Regions from separate parts of the Canis lupus genome. Here region 2 is linked to region 1. The links are chromatin contacts, called in public Hi-C maps. All regions are on one chromosome and are shown on one strand. Each heading gives the region's core, a stretch centred on a gene start, on an enhancer-like site or on the middle of the called end of the contact. The rest is flanking DNA. Distances are from core to core; before and after follow the strand shown.

Evidence for each region. A called contact is a pair of places that touch in the nucleus more often than the background predicts.
Region 2: a Hi-C map of blood shows a contact between it and region 1, with 4 times the contacts expected there. The contact joins the promoter of LOC102154731 here to the promoter of H2BC18 in region 1. A contact is called at or near these places in 3 of 9 Hi-C or Micro-C datasets (amygdala and blood).

The regions. Positions count from the first base shown.
Region 1 is chr17:59,774,349-59,781,017 of UU_Cfam_GSD_1.0, forward strand. It overlaps H2BC18 (histone H2B type 2-F), which reads right to left and starts at 3,748. Exons shown (of 1, transcript XM_038562075.1): 1 at 655-3,748. The coding sequence starts at 3,605. The coding sequence ends at 3,225. The region is part of intron 1 of H3C13 (histone H3); the gene reads right to left.
Region 2 is chr17:60,109,307-60,116,465 of UU_Cfam_GSD_1.0, forward strand. It overlaps LOC102154731, which reads right to left and starts at 3,986. Exons shown (of 7, transcript XR_005372734.1): 1 at 3,771-3,986; 2 at 1,817-1,902.

The DNA.
Region 1 (6,669 bases), core at 2,498-4,997:
TTGTCCTGTGCTTGAATTAAATGCTTTGTAAATGCTTTGACTCTTAGATCACTTGTAGGAAATGAACCGTTTTAAAGTGAGGTATCTAAAAATTATGACAATATTAAACTGTCCTGTTTGTAAGTTTACATAGATACCACAATCCTTTCACCAGTCCTTGAAATAATGACTACCCAATTTTAATAACATTTGACCTGACCCAGACCAAGCCCATTTGCAATGCTCACTCGATCTGATGATTAAAGCTCCTTATCTTCATACTACCTTTTTTATTTTTTATTTTTATTTTTATTTTTTTGGTCTTCTGGAATGCATCTCCCTCCTCACCCTTGTTTGCAACACCAAAAAAAGCAGCATCTGAATTAGGCCGAAAAAGCTCCAGTGGAATCTCATTGTTTTGGCCACCTAGATACATTGGATGAAGGGAAGCACTCAAGTACAGTACTCTATCTGTCCCTTTTAGGAGTTTTTAATCTCCAATAGTTCTTTTAAGTGGGTCAGTAATTATTATAAATGTTTCAGATTAAAGGACCAAGAAAATTTAGGAAAAAGTGGAGAAAAAAAAGCTTATTGGAGTATGTGAACTTACCAGTTTCAGACCAGTTTCCAAGCATTCTGTGGTCAGGGCAATCAGTCAACAAACATTCACCAAGATTCGGTTTTTAAAAGATTTTATTTGACAGAGAGCTCGAGTTGGGGGGAGGAGCAGAAGGGGAAGGAGGAGAGTGAATCTCAAGCAGACTCAGCCGCTTGAGTGCAGAGCCCCACTGGGGGCTCAGGACACTGAGCCCATGGCCTGAGCCAAAGCCAAAAGTCCGTTGCACCCAGGGGCCCGAGATGCTATTTTATAATGGACACTGGAACTTTGTGAAAGTTCCCAAGAAGTTTTGTTTTTTGTTTTCTTTCTTAAGTAAACCCTGTCTAATGGAAGACAAACACAAGAAAATATAAGAACAAAAAAAGGAATTGAGGAAGGAGGCTATATTGTTCACAAAGCTACAGTTAATTGCAAATTCATTGCATAAGGAATAAAGCCTTAAGAGTTCAAAGGAGAAAGACTTCCTGTGACCTAGAATGGGATGGGAAGACTTCAAGGAGATTTGAGCAACACTTTGAAGAACTGGTAGGTCGACAGGCTTCTAGTAGTTGAGAGCAAGAAGTACTACAGTTTAAAGGAGGACCACCCAACAAAAGCACAAAGGAAGAGGAACTTCAGAGGCATTATAGGACAGTGTGTACTGCATTTTGGCTATGCCATAGATCTGAGGAAGACAAACAACTGAATGGAAATTTTGGCCAGATGGCAAAAGGCTGTGGTTTCAGGATGAGGTGTTGAAGTTTATCCTTTCGTCGTAATTGATAGCTTTTGATTAGGTGAGCCAATTGACGATGCTTTAACAACTTCCAAGGGCCAAGAGAAAGAGAAACATGGTCACTAGTCCTCAGGGAAAAGAGATCCTTCAGGATCCTAGGAGAGACCAGACGGTGTCTCTGATGGTTTGAGAAAATAGACCACCCTCGCCTTTTCCCTTATTAATTTTCCCTACTATAAAGTGTGCTGTACAAGATTTCACTGTGAAGTTAAAATTCTCAGTGAATCATTCCCCTCGCCAGGGAAAATGACTCGGAAAATCTTTTTTTCCAGTGAAAAAAATAAATCATATTCAGCCCTTTTTTTGGTAGCTGTAATTGGATGTTTGAATTCTTCCATTATAAATAAAATTCATTTAAAGTAAACTCGTCAAGCAAATTCCTTAAAATTTATCAAGAATAGCTTAGTTTCAAAGCTTGACAAATGAACTGGAAACGAAGTCCTTTTACCTTAAGGGTCTATGTTTTACTTGGTAAAACATTCACCAGCCTGTCAAAAGGTCTTGAGTTATGCAAGTTTTGAACTAAGGGATCTTTAGAAATTCATCTCCTTTTAGCTGTGGCCATTTGCACATCATGCACCCCAAACATTTTAAAAATACACCTGGGAACACTAAAAACCACCTCCCCAACCCCCATTTCCAACCTATTCGGAAACTTCAGAAGCACCTGGGAATGTTTACCAAGCACCAAGGTGGCTCTTAGAACCAGGAAATGGTTAGAGGAAACAAGTTCTTTGCCCTGGAGAAGAGAAAGAGCATCTCCTGTGGAGTGTAAGCAATCACAGTAAATGGGTTCTGCTCAGCTTTCACCAAGAGCAGTAATGTTGGCTAGGTGGTGATGAAGTTTGTTCCAAATGAAAATTAAATCCTGACAGAAAGGAAGCCAGGGTGCTGGGTTGGCCAACCACTGCCTGAGGACTGATGTTAGAGGAATTCTTGGCTGCGGGGCTGCCCTATGCATTAGGGTATGTTAATCAGCATCCCTGGCCTTTAACCACTAAATGCCGGTTAGCGTCCAATTAAATGTCCCAAGGGATGGGAGGCAAAAATAAATAAAAAAATCCCTATCTGGTTAAGACATTAGGCTGAGAAAGTTAGGCAAGGATTGCTAGGGTCAGGACTTACTGGCAGACCAAAGGACTAAAGCATAGGGCATCATTGGTTTTGGGATACCCAGACATTTTTAATAAGGACATTAAGGCGGTGGAGAGTGGGAAACGGAGATCTCCATCCGCACGCTGAAAACAAGTTCAGCTCACTTAAGGAAACCTGCTCACAGTTTATGGGCAAAGAAACCAAGTCGAACAGCAGCCCCTCCCCCAAATAAAAACTTTACTAAACTTCATTAAACCTGCTTGCTCAGTTACTGGTACGTAGGCTCCCATTGTGGACTCCGTAGATCTAAGTAAGATCACTTCGAGGGGCGCCGGGGTGGCTCAGTTGATTAAGCGTCTACCTTTGGCTCAGGTCAGGATTCCAGGGTCCTGGAATCAAATCCCATATCCGGCTTCCCACAGGGGGCCTGCTTCTCCCGGTCTCTGCCTTTATGTCTCTCGTGGATAAATAAATAAAATCTTAAAAAAAAAAAAAAAAATCACTTTGAGAACTAGTTTATTAGTAAGAGCCGTGCCACTAGGTGGCACCATCGCACTCCGGGAGATTCCAGATTCCGACAACCACGGTCCTAACCTAGCGCCATACCCAAACGCTTCCGAGATCACAGGCCCACCCCACCTACCCAAAAGCTCAAGTCTTTTAGCGAGCGCTTACAGCCCCTTTCTGTGACAAATTAAGTGGCTCTGAAAAGAGCCGTTGGGGTGAAGTAGCCTCTACTGCGTCCTTTGCGCGCCCTTACTTGGAGCTGGTGTACTTGGTGACGGCCTTGGTGCCCTCGGACACGGCGTGCTTGGCCAGCTCGCCGGGCAGCAGCAGGCGCACGGCCGTCTGGATCTCCCGGGAGGTGATGGTGGAGCGCTTGTTGTAATGCGCCAGGCGGGAGGCCTCGCCGGCGATGCGCTCGAAGATGTCGTTGACGAACGAGTTCATGATGCCCATGGCCTTGGACGAGATGCCGGTGTCGGGGTGCACCTGCTTCAGCACCTTGTACACGTAGACGGAGTAGCTCTCCTTGCGGCTGCGCTTGCGCTTCTTGCCGTCCTTCTTTTGCACCTTCGTGACAGCCTTTTTGGAACCCTTCTTGGGAGCGGGAGCCGATTTTGCTGGATCAGGCATTTTTGCAAATAGCAGCGTTTACACACCAAAAGCGATCCGGACTACTTCCAAAGGGCTTGATTACGTGCTACTTATAGAGCCTGTATGCAAATGAAGGCTCGCACAGGACTGCACTTTTATTGGTTAATTTCCAACATTATCGTCACAGAGGGGTGGAGTCCACGTAAATAATAGCTTCGGCTGGCACTTCCCTAGTGGCTAGCAGAGTAAATGCCGTCCTAGCCAATCAAAGTGTGCCATCCCAGACTCAGCCAATAAATTACGCAAAAGTACAGTATCACCTGTTTGAGATATTTGGGGATGGTTTTCACCTTTCAGTCGTAGACTTGCGTTCGTAAGAGATCTGAAGAGACAGCCAAAGACAACTTTTTCTTATTTTTGCACCGTTTGACTCCCCTACGCATTGTGGAAGCTCGTTTTGCTTTTGGTTTTTAGAATACCTAAACTGTCTCAGAAGAAAAATCAGGTAGCTCCCTCAAATTCCTATTCCTGTTTGCGCCACTTACATTATGCAATGAGGAAGGTATTCGGTACTAGGTCATTCCAGGACAAGACTTCAACATGTAGACAGGGACCTAGTTCTTAGAACTGGCGGATAGACCCAGATTCCCATCTCCGTGTTTTAATGAACACTAAAGCACGTGAGGGCCTCCTCACTTCATTTCTGCATCTGGATTCGTACTACGTATTCCGTGGCGGCGGCTTGTAACGTTACAAACGGCCGGTAGAGCACGGTCCTCCCTCCCGCAAGTTTCCTCACAGAAAGGTTGTTGCTTTAGACTTCAACGCATGTTAAGGGCAGGTTTGGCAAGAACGACGTAGAACATAAGCCGTTCAGCTGCTCCCTTAACGCGCCAGTCCGAAAAGTCAGGCCGGATTCCAGCATCCCACTACCCAACACGTGCGAGTTTCCCCGGATCCCTCGACCCCCTACACCAGGGCACGACCCGCGCCAGGCGGGAAGCGGGTACAGCTGCTCCTCGTGAAATCATGGGTGGCTCTGAAAAGAGCCTTTAGGTGGCCTTCTGATAAAACGGGGCTCTAGGCGCGCTCCCCGCGGATGCGGCGCGCCAGCTGGATGTCCTTGGGCATGATGGTGACGCGCTTGGCGTGGATGGCGCACAGGTTGGTGTCCTCGAAGAGCCCCACCAGGTAGGCCTCGCTCGCCTCCTGCAGCGCCATGACGGCCGAGCTCTGGAAGCGCAGGTCCGTCTTGAAGTCCTGCGCGATCTCGCGCACCAGCCGCTGGAACGGCAGCTTGCGGATCAGCAGCTCCGTGGACTTCTGGTAGCGCCGGATCTCGCGCAGGGCCACCGTGCCCGGCCGGTAGCGGTGCGGCTTCTTGACGCCGCCCGTGGCCGGCGCGCTCTTGCGGGCCGCCTTGGTGGCCAGCTGCTTGCGCGGGGCCTTGCCGCCGGTCGACTTGCGGGCGGTCTGTTTCGTACGAGCCATGGCGCCTTACCCGCTTTTTTCAAGAAGCGCTCGGCAGTCTTATTTATAGATATAGCCCTGTCTTGATTGGGCCGGGAGGGTTAGGAACCTCCAGGTTGCGATCTCATTGGCCAGGATTCAATCCTATTTATTCGGGTAGATTGTTATGCTAATCTTTTCCCTATAGTCACCTTTCCGTACTTTTCTGTAATCTTAGCGATCCCAGCTGTTTTTCTTCTTAGACCTTTCCTTGCAATTGGTGTCATTTTGGTAAGCGCAATTTTTAAGTGTTTTTGCAAGCTTGGGATTTAAAATATAACAGATTCCTTCGAAATAAAAGCCTACCCATGAACTAGGTTTCAGCCTGTATTTCCAGTTAATAGTTACGTAACTCCAAGCCCGTAGCTAACATTTCTTCGGCGCCTGACACTGCTAAGCGCGTTAGTTGCATTACAGTATGACGGTGACTCAACAAAATATGTAGTTGAAGGAATCAAAAATTGATTTAAGTTTAACTTCTTAACTACTCGGAGTCGTGTACTGATTAGCGCCAACTTGCAAGGTACAGCCTTCCGCTTTTCTTGAGCTTTTCGCCTTGGAATGCGGTTCCCTTCTCTCAATCCATCAATGGCCAATTAGGACCTGTAGACCAAACGCTTCTAAATAAAGGAATATGCGTCCTGGAACGTTAATTTCTCCTTCACAATGGTGAATAGTTTCTGAATAGTCAACTTGCTTATCAATCAGATTAAACGCTGTAAACAAAGCAAATCAACTATTCGTTGATTACGGAGTTGCTAACATTTTCTTCAATAAAGTAGCTTCATCTAAAAGTTTCAACTTAAAGTTTTCTATTCTCTATTGGGAAATTGAATATCCTCTGCTTTTTAATTATTTTATTTGCTTTGAAGTATTGCTCAGAAAAATTGTGTCAGAAAACAGTCATGTAAGGTTACCATCTTAAAACTGTGAAGTTAATATAAAACTTTCAATCATATGCTCATTCTATTGAAAAACTATTGCATCCAAACATTATAAAACCTCAAACCTGTGGACAAAATCAGGCCCAACAAGCTTATACTTTATGGTATCAATATGATCATTTTCCTCCTGAAGGCAAAATAAATTAAAAGTTATTTTGAGATTTCCTGAACACTAAACAACCTAGAAATTTATCTTTATGTCTTCAAGAGTCCCCTGGACAGCACAGTCCCCTGCTCTAGGGAGACCTAAGATGTCCTGCAAAAGTATAACTGATGTGAAACAACTGTTACCCTTTCCTGTGGTTGTTTTGTAATAATTACTAATGCATAGAGAGCACTACTCAGTATTTAACAATCCTTCTACATACACTATCTCATTTAATCCCAACTCTGTGAAGTAGATGTTACTTTCCTCATTTCACAGATAAAGAAATAGTCTCAGAAAAACTATGGCTTGTCCTGGACAAGTAAGAAGGCCCGCATAATATTCTAAAGCAAAAGAATGAAATCATCATAGATTTTCAGTTTCATCAGGCTTGCAGTACATTCTAAAGCAAAGGAGAATTTTCCCACTGTGCCATCAGATTTCTCAATGTTTCTCAAACTCTTCCACTAAACTATTACCATCAAAAGAGGAAACTACCACATGG
Region 2 (7,159 bases), core at 2,736-5,235, 340 kb after region 1:
TCTCTCTCTTTGTGTCTCTCATGAATGAATAAATAAATAAATAAAGTTTAAAAATTAACTAGTCTCTGTTCAAATGTGACCAAATATAAAAGATGTATGGGGTACCTGGGTAGCCCAGTCAGTTGGGTGTCCGACTCTTCATTTCACCTTGGGTCATGATCTCTTGAGTGGTGAAATCCAGCCCAGGCATCTGGTTCCAAGTTCGTCAGGGAGTATGCTTGAAGATTCTCTCCCTTTGCCCTTCCCTCTACTCTCTCTCAAATAAATACATCTTTTACAAAACTAAAAAATAAAAGAGGTGGGCAGCCCCAGTGGTGCAGTGGTTTAGTGCCGCCTGCAGCCTGCGGTTTGATCCTGGGGACCCTGGATGGAGTCCCACATCAGGCTCCCTGCATGGAGCCTGCTTCTCCCTCTGCCTGTGCTTCTGCCTCTCTCTCTCTGTGTCTCTATGAATAAATAAATAAAATCTTTAAAAATAAATAAATAAATAAATAAATAAATAAGGTAAAAAAAAATTTAAATCTGTCTGAAAACAAATTATGTTAATAGAAGAAAGCAGTTTACATAATATCAGGAGAATTTGGCCATATTAGTTTTGTACTTCTGAAGCAAGACATGCTAAATACAACAAACACTAACACCATGAAAAAGGTATACTCTGATGTGGATCAGGGTAGGTTCATCATGCTTGCCAGACCAACAAAATATCTCTCAACACCATCTAGCATGTTCTGTTCTAATTCCATGCTCTGATTATAACTTGGCCTCCCCATTATCTTTTTCTGGGAAGGGGTTATTCTAGAACTCCACGTAGCCACATGAGTACTTGAAATGTGGCTAATCCTAACTAAGATGTGCTTTAAGTACAAAAACCACCCCAGATCTCAAAGACTTAGTATGAAAAAAAGAATGCAAAATATCTCAGCAATAACTACATATTTATATGTTAAAATTAGAACATTTTGGATATATTGGGTTAAATATATTATTGTTACCTGTTTCCTTTTACTTTTCTAATATGGATACTAGAAAATTTTAAATTACTTCTGTGGCTCACATTTGTGGATAGTATTTTTTTTCCCCCCACAGGAGACAGAGAGAGAGAGGCAGAGACATAGGAAGAGGGAGGAGAAGCAGGCTTCATGAAGGGAGCCCAATGTAGGACTCCATCCCGGGATTCCGGGATCATGCATGCCCTCAGCTGAAGGCAGATGCTCAACCACTGAGCCACCCAGGCATCCCCATATTATCTTTTTATTGATGAACACTGATCTAGAACATTAAACAAGAATACTGCAATCAATATAAATGTACAATCTCCCTAAAAACCAATAAATTGACACCAGGTTTAGACAGCAGTCTCTTGAGTTTTCATGGCACAAGTCTAGCCCTCATATTTGCAATGACAAAATCAGATCCTCAATGAAGTGAGCAAATTAAGGTTCCGGCACCCTCTGAGCTTCCTGGGCATAAGCTGTTAGCTCCACTATTTGTCTACCTCCTAACATTTCTCTCTTGGCTCATAATCTTGTGTTAGACTGTATTCTTCGAGGGATAGGATTGTGTATTATTCATCTTTGTTTTCCTAGCACTTCAGTGCCTTAAACAAAGGTATTAAAAGGTTTTTTAGGAGCACCTAGCTGGCTCATGTGGGTAGAGCCTGCAACTCTTGATCTTAGGGTTGTGTTCAAGCCCCATGCTGGGTATACAGCTTCCTTTCAAAAAAAAAAAAAAAAAAATCTCTTTAAAAAAAAGTTTGTTAAATAAACATTCTTCCACATCTTATGCCTTTGATCATAGTTATAGGCCTCCTTACCTTAAAAAGCTTGTGAACATAACCTCTCCATTGGTTTTTTTACCAGGTAAACGTAAATGATTCTTGAAGATTGAACACATAAAAACCTGAAAGTAAATCACAATCATGTGAATTAAAAATAATTAATATCTAACTTGGAGTGATAGCTTTACAACCATCACAGCACAATGTATTTTATTATTAAGGACAGAGCCTTAGAGACAGACTACAGAATTGATATTTCATCATTATGCAATGGCCTATATTATATGACCTCTTATTTGTCCCTGAATTCCAACAGCAACCTCATGGCTGATACAGAATAGCGGCGGAAGGGAAAATAGATGAAACAAAAAGGAAATACTTATCATGAGATGTGTGATGCTTTGGCTTCTTAACATAGACCAGATAAGGGATACCTGGGTGTCCCGCAGTTGAGCGTCCGCCTTTGGGTCAGGGCCTGATCCCGTGTTAGGGGACGGAGTCCTGCTTTGGCCTCCCTTTGAGGAGCCTGCCTCTCTCTCTCTCATGAATAAATAAATCTTTAAAATATATAGAGAGACCAGATAACAATAACTGCTTTCTCAGCAAGTAGTTTCACAAGGTTTAGTTGAAAACTGCAAAAAAAACAAATTCACTACCAACTTTCCCTGTTAATAACTATTTCTGAATACTATGACAGCAACAAAACAATGCTGAAAACACAATCTCTCAATATGGCGGCGGTGGGGTCAAAAACCTTCCTCCTAAATATTAACCTGTCAGAAGGAAAATCCTTTTCTGAGAAATGCTGGTACCCAACAGAAAATCCTGACTTCTTAAAATCCAGGTATGTGCCTATCTCTTATTTTAAATGAAGTAGTTGGTCTTCATTTAACCCAATTTTGTGACTTTTATAAAAGCCATTGAAAAAGCCTGAGAAACTACTGTCATTAGATTTACTAGATTATTTGTAAACATTGGGTTTACATGTAAACATTGGGTTTACATGTAAACATATGGGTGTTGCGGGGGGCTCAGTTTCTAGAGCATGTGACTCTTGATCTCAGGTTTTGAGTTCCAGTCTCACCTTGGGTAAAGATTACTTTAAAATAATTTTTAAAAAATTAATGGATGGGTTTATGTTTCTATAGAATTAGCAACTCTAAATTTTCTGGTAAGATCTTATTTTTAAGTAATCTCTACACCTAATGGGGGGCTCAAATGCACAATCCCAAAATCAAGAGTCACGTGCTCAGGATGCCTGGGTGGCTCAGTGGTTGAGAATCTGCCTTCTGCTCTGGGCATAATCCTGGAGTCCCCGGATCAGAGCAAGTCCTGCATCAGGCTCCCTGCATGGAGCCTGCTTCTCCCTCTGCCTATGCCTCTGTCTCGAATAAATAAATAAATGTAAAAAAAAAAAAAAAAAAAAAAGTCACATGCTCTACAGACTGAGACATCCAGGTGCCCCACTGTCTTTTGATGTTTTTATAAAAATTGTGTACACACAAATATTTTCTGAAATGTGACTAATTCTAATGAAAAGTATAATTTAATGAGTTTTTCTCCAATAGTTTGAGACACTTCTAACAAACTGCAATTCAGTTGCCCAACCTAAAAGAATTGGAAAAAGTCCCAAGCTTGCTGACCTTTACAAAACTTCCCCACTGGAACCACTCTTCCCTTTCAGGAGAAAGAACAAAAAACAACAACAACAAAAAAAAACAACCCTCAACCTATATTAAATCTCTTTATCATTTTCCATGTGGTCTAAGTGTTATTTTTCAGTGCTTTATCCACGAGTAAATGGTTGCTCTAATATTTTCCAGAACTGATTTGTCCTTAGGCACCAAATTGATGAAGACTAAGATCCAGCAATTTTGGCATTCAATCGGGAAAATGAAAATAGGAAAACCACAAAAGAGCGGGCTAGCTCCTACAGACAAGAAGCAAAGCTCACGGAACAAAGGCCCCTGGAGGGCAAACTTGAACCTACACAATCAAAAAGCAGCAAAAAGTGTCCTCCAGTTGCACTTCCACCGTAGAAACCTTGAAAACCTAAACAACCCACCAACGTTTACACTTGCTAACTTGAATGATATTCATGAATGTGCGACCAAGAATTCAAATTTCAAATTAAATTAGGAAGAAAACAGAAACTCTGAAAATCGTTAAGCGAAGTTTGGCAAAAGCGTAAAAGAACAAAGAAAAGAGGGATCCCTGGGTGGCGCAGCGGTTTGGCGCCTGCCTTTGGCCCAGGGCGCGATCCTGGAGACCCCGGATCGAATCCCACGTCAGGCTCCCGGTGCATGGAGCCTGCTTCTCCCTCTGCCTATGTCTCTGCCTCTCTCTCTCTCTCTCTCTATGTGACTATCATAAATAAATAAAAAAAAATTTAAAAAAAAAAAAAAAAAAAAAAAAAAAAAAAAAAAAAAAAAAAAAAAAGAACAAAGAAAAGGAAGGTCCTGAGGACCCGAGCAGCGAGCTCTGCCCGCGTTAGCCCCGCCGACCGCGGAAGAGGGAGGAAGCGTAAGCCAGAGCCGGGCCGCCCTTCCGCCAACCGTTGGCGCCGACCTGCGGGCGCGGCGTTGCCGCTCAGCCTGCGCGTGCGCAGCTCGTGACTGAAAGCCGCGGGAGCGCGCGGGCCCGCGCTAGTCTGGGGGAGGGGCGGACGGGGCGAGGGCACGTGACCCGGATTGCGGCATTTCTGGCCCAATCCAAGGCGTTCCGGAAAGCGCCCTTGCAGAACAATTCGGGTAGCCCCGGTTCGACCGGGGAGGCCTGACTTCTTTTTAATCTCCCGGCTTCCCGGTTGCGCTGTCGGATCTAAGAAGCTTGTTTTGCGGCACTTTCTGTCCTGCGTCCCGCAGATCACATTAGGGGCACAGTCTGGAGTGACTGGCGCTTTTTTTTTTTTTTTTTTTTTTCTTTTTCTCCGTCATTAGAGTGTGTCAGCTCCTTAATTTCAGGGACTGTTGCGCTCTCCCTAAAACGCGCAAATCCAATTTCTACTGCTGGAGACTCCAGAATCCCAGGAGGGGGACTTGTGGTAAAAATAGTACTCTAAAAAAAGAAAAACTGGTTTATCTCTATCTCAGAAATTGAGGGTTGGGGAAATTAAGGTAAAAATTTAAAGAGACAGCTGTTCCATAGGACTAGGATAGATAACTTCCCTCAAAAATGTACCCTCAGGAACGCCTGGGTGGCTCAGTGGTTGAGCATCTGCCTTTGGCTAGTTGTGATCCTGGGGCCCTGGGATCCAGTCCCGCATCAGGCCCCACACAGGGAGCCTGCTTCTTCCCCTGCTTGTAGGTCTGTCGTGAATAAATAAATGAAATTAAAAAAAAAAAAAAAAGAATCTAAAGTAGAGATGCTGGAATAAGGTGTGGTTGGTAAGCCCCAGAGGAGTGTGACAGGAAACAGTTCTTGGAGAAACTCACTCTTAAGGCTAAAGTCCTTGACGTGAGAGGGAAGTGGAGTAAAAGAAAAATGAATTGAGGCAAAGTTGAACCGTTCTAATCCTTCACATGCTGACTGCTACATCTACAGCCCAGGAACCTTGGCAGTGGGGAATGAAAGGTGCAAAAGGATCAAATGACAACTGAGTCAAAACAATTTTTTAAAACAAGATATCACTCTCCATATAACCTATTACAGAAAGCTTGCTAAAAGTAAGACCCCTCACCTGGAATCCACGTCAGAAAATTTCATTCATTTCCTACAAATAATAAATCCTCCACACAGCGGAAATGAATTCCTTCTTAACTCAGAATATTCTCATATGGAATGGGGGGTGGGGGAGGGATAGTTAAAAGTGCTGGACTTGCACTGACTTTTCTGCAGGCGTTGCAGAGTGATTGTAATTGCTGCTTCCCCTTGCAGATGTTAGTTTTCCCTGGAGCTGCTGTCACTGGGTCTTTAAGTAAGTATAGTCGCTTCAACTGCAGCTCCTTCCATTACCCTTACAGGTTCTTCCATTACCCTTACAGGTTCTTCTATCAACTCCAGTCCTCCTCAGTCACAGCTGTCCATAGAAGTGATAGTAAGCTCCCCTGAGCACACTTTGCCAAGAGAAGACTGGAAGAAAATACCTCCACGTAGAGAAACCCAGTAGCTTCAGTGAGCTAATTCTGGGGTGGTGGAATGAGTTTATCCAACTCAAGTGGAGGCACAGATCGTGGCCTTCATCCACAAGGTGGTGCCATCTGAATATTTAATAGGAGAATTACAGAAAATAAGGAAGAGTTTAATGTCAGTTCTTTTTTTAAGATTTTTTTTCTTAAAGATTTTATTTATTCATTCATGAGAGACACACAGAGAGAGGCAGAAACACAGGCAGAGAGAGAAGCAAGCTCCATGCAGAGAGCCTGATGGATTCGATCCTGGGTCTCCAGGACCATGCCCTGGGCCGAAGGCAGGCGCCAAACCGCCGGGCCACCTGGGCTGCCCAGTTTTTTTAAAGATTTTTTTAAAAATTTATTCATGAGACACACAGGGAAGAAACAGAGACATAGGCAGAGAGAGAAGCAGGCTCCCCACTGGGAGCCTGATGTGGGACTTGATCCCAGGATCTGGGCTGAAAGCAGATGCTCAACTACTGAGCCATCCAGGTACCCCAGTTTCAGTTACTACTTAACAGCTGGAATTTTTTTTTTCACCAGTGCTATGTGCCTATTTGATGGCCTGTATCAATACTGACCAGTAATGTGGATGTGCCCATTTTATAAGTAACCAGGTCCAAATGATGCCTGAAGCAAAAATTTGACTATTTGTATTCATAAATTTGAGTAAGTCGTAGTTGCTTCTGATGCTTAATCAGAATTGCTGTTATGGGGTAGCCCTGCTTCAGTCTTACCACCCAAAAAGGATTAGATCTGTATGAAATAAAACTATTTTACCAGTATATAAAGTCTTTTTAAAGATGCTCCTGGAGATCAACCCACTTTGTAATTTCCATTTTGTGGCATAACCCATTCTCTTTCAAGTTAGGGCTGATCAACAGACTAGCACAAATAGCTGCCTCAGGCCAAATTACCCAAGCCAGGTTTTCAAATCTTAGGCTGATTAGTACATGAAAAAGGAATGCAGTAGTAGAATGCAATTATTAAGAAACAGCTGCAGAATCTTTGCATCCAGTACTAGGAACATAGAGGAAATTTTCAGCAACTGGGAGAATGTCACATGTTCCAACGCCTCTCTTTAAAATACAGAAGGAGGGTAGCCCCGGTGGCACAGCGGTGCCGCCTGCAGCCCAGGGCGTGATCCTGGAGACCCTGGACTCTGCATGGGGCCTGCTTCTCCCTCTGCCTGTGTCTCTGCCTCTCTCTGTCTCTATAAATAAATAAAATATTTTAAAAAATAAAATAAAATACAGAAGGAATAAGC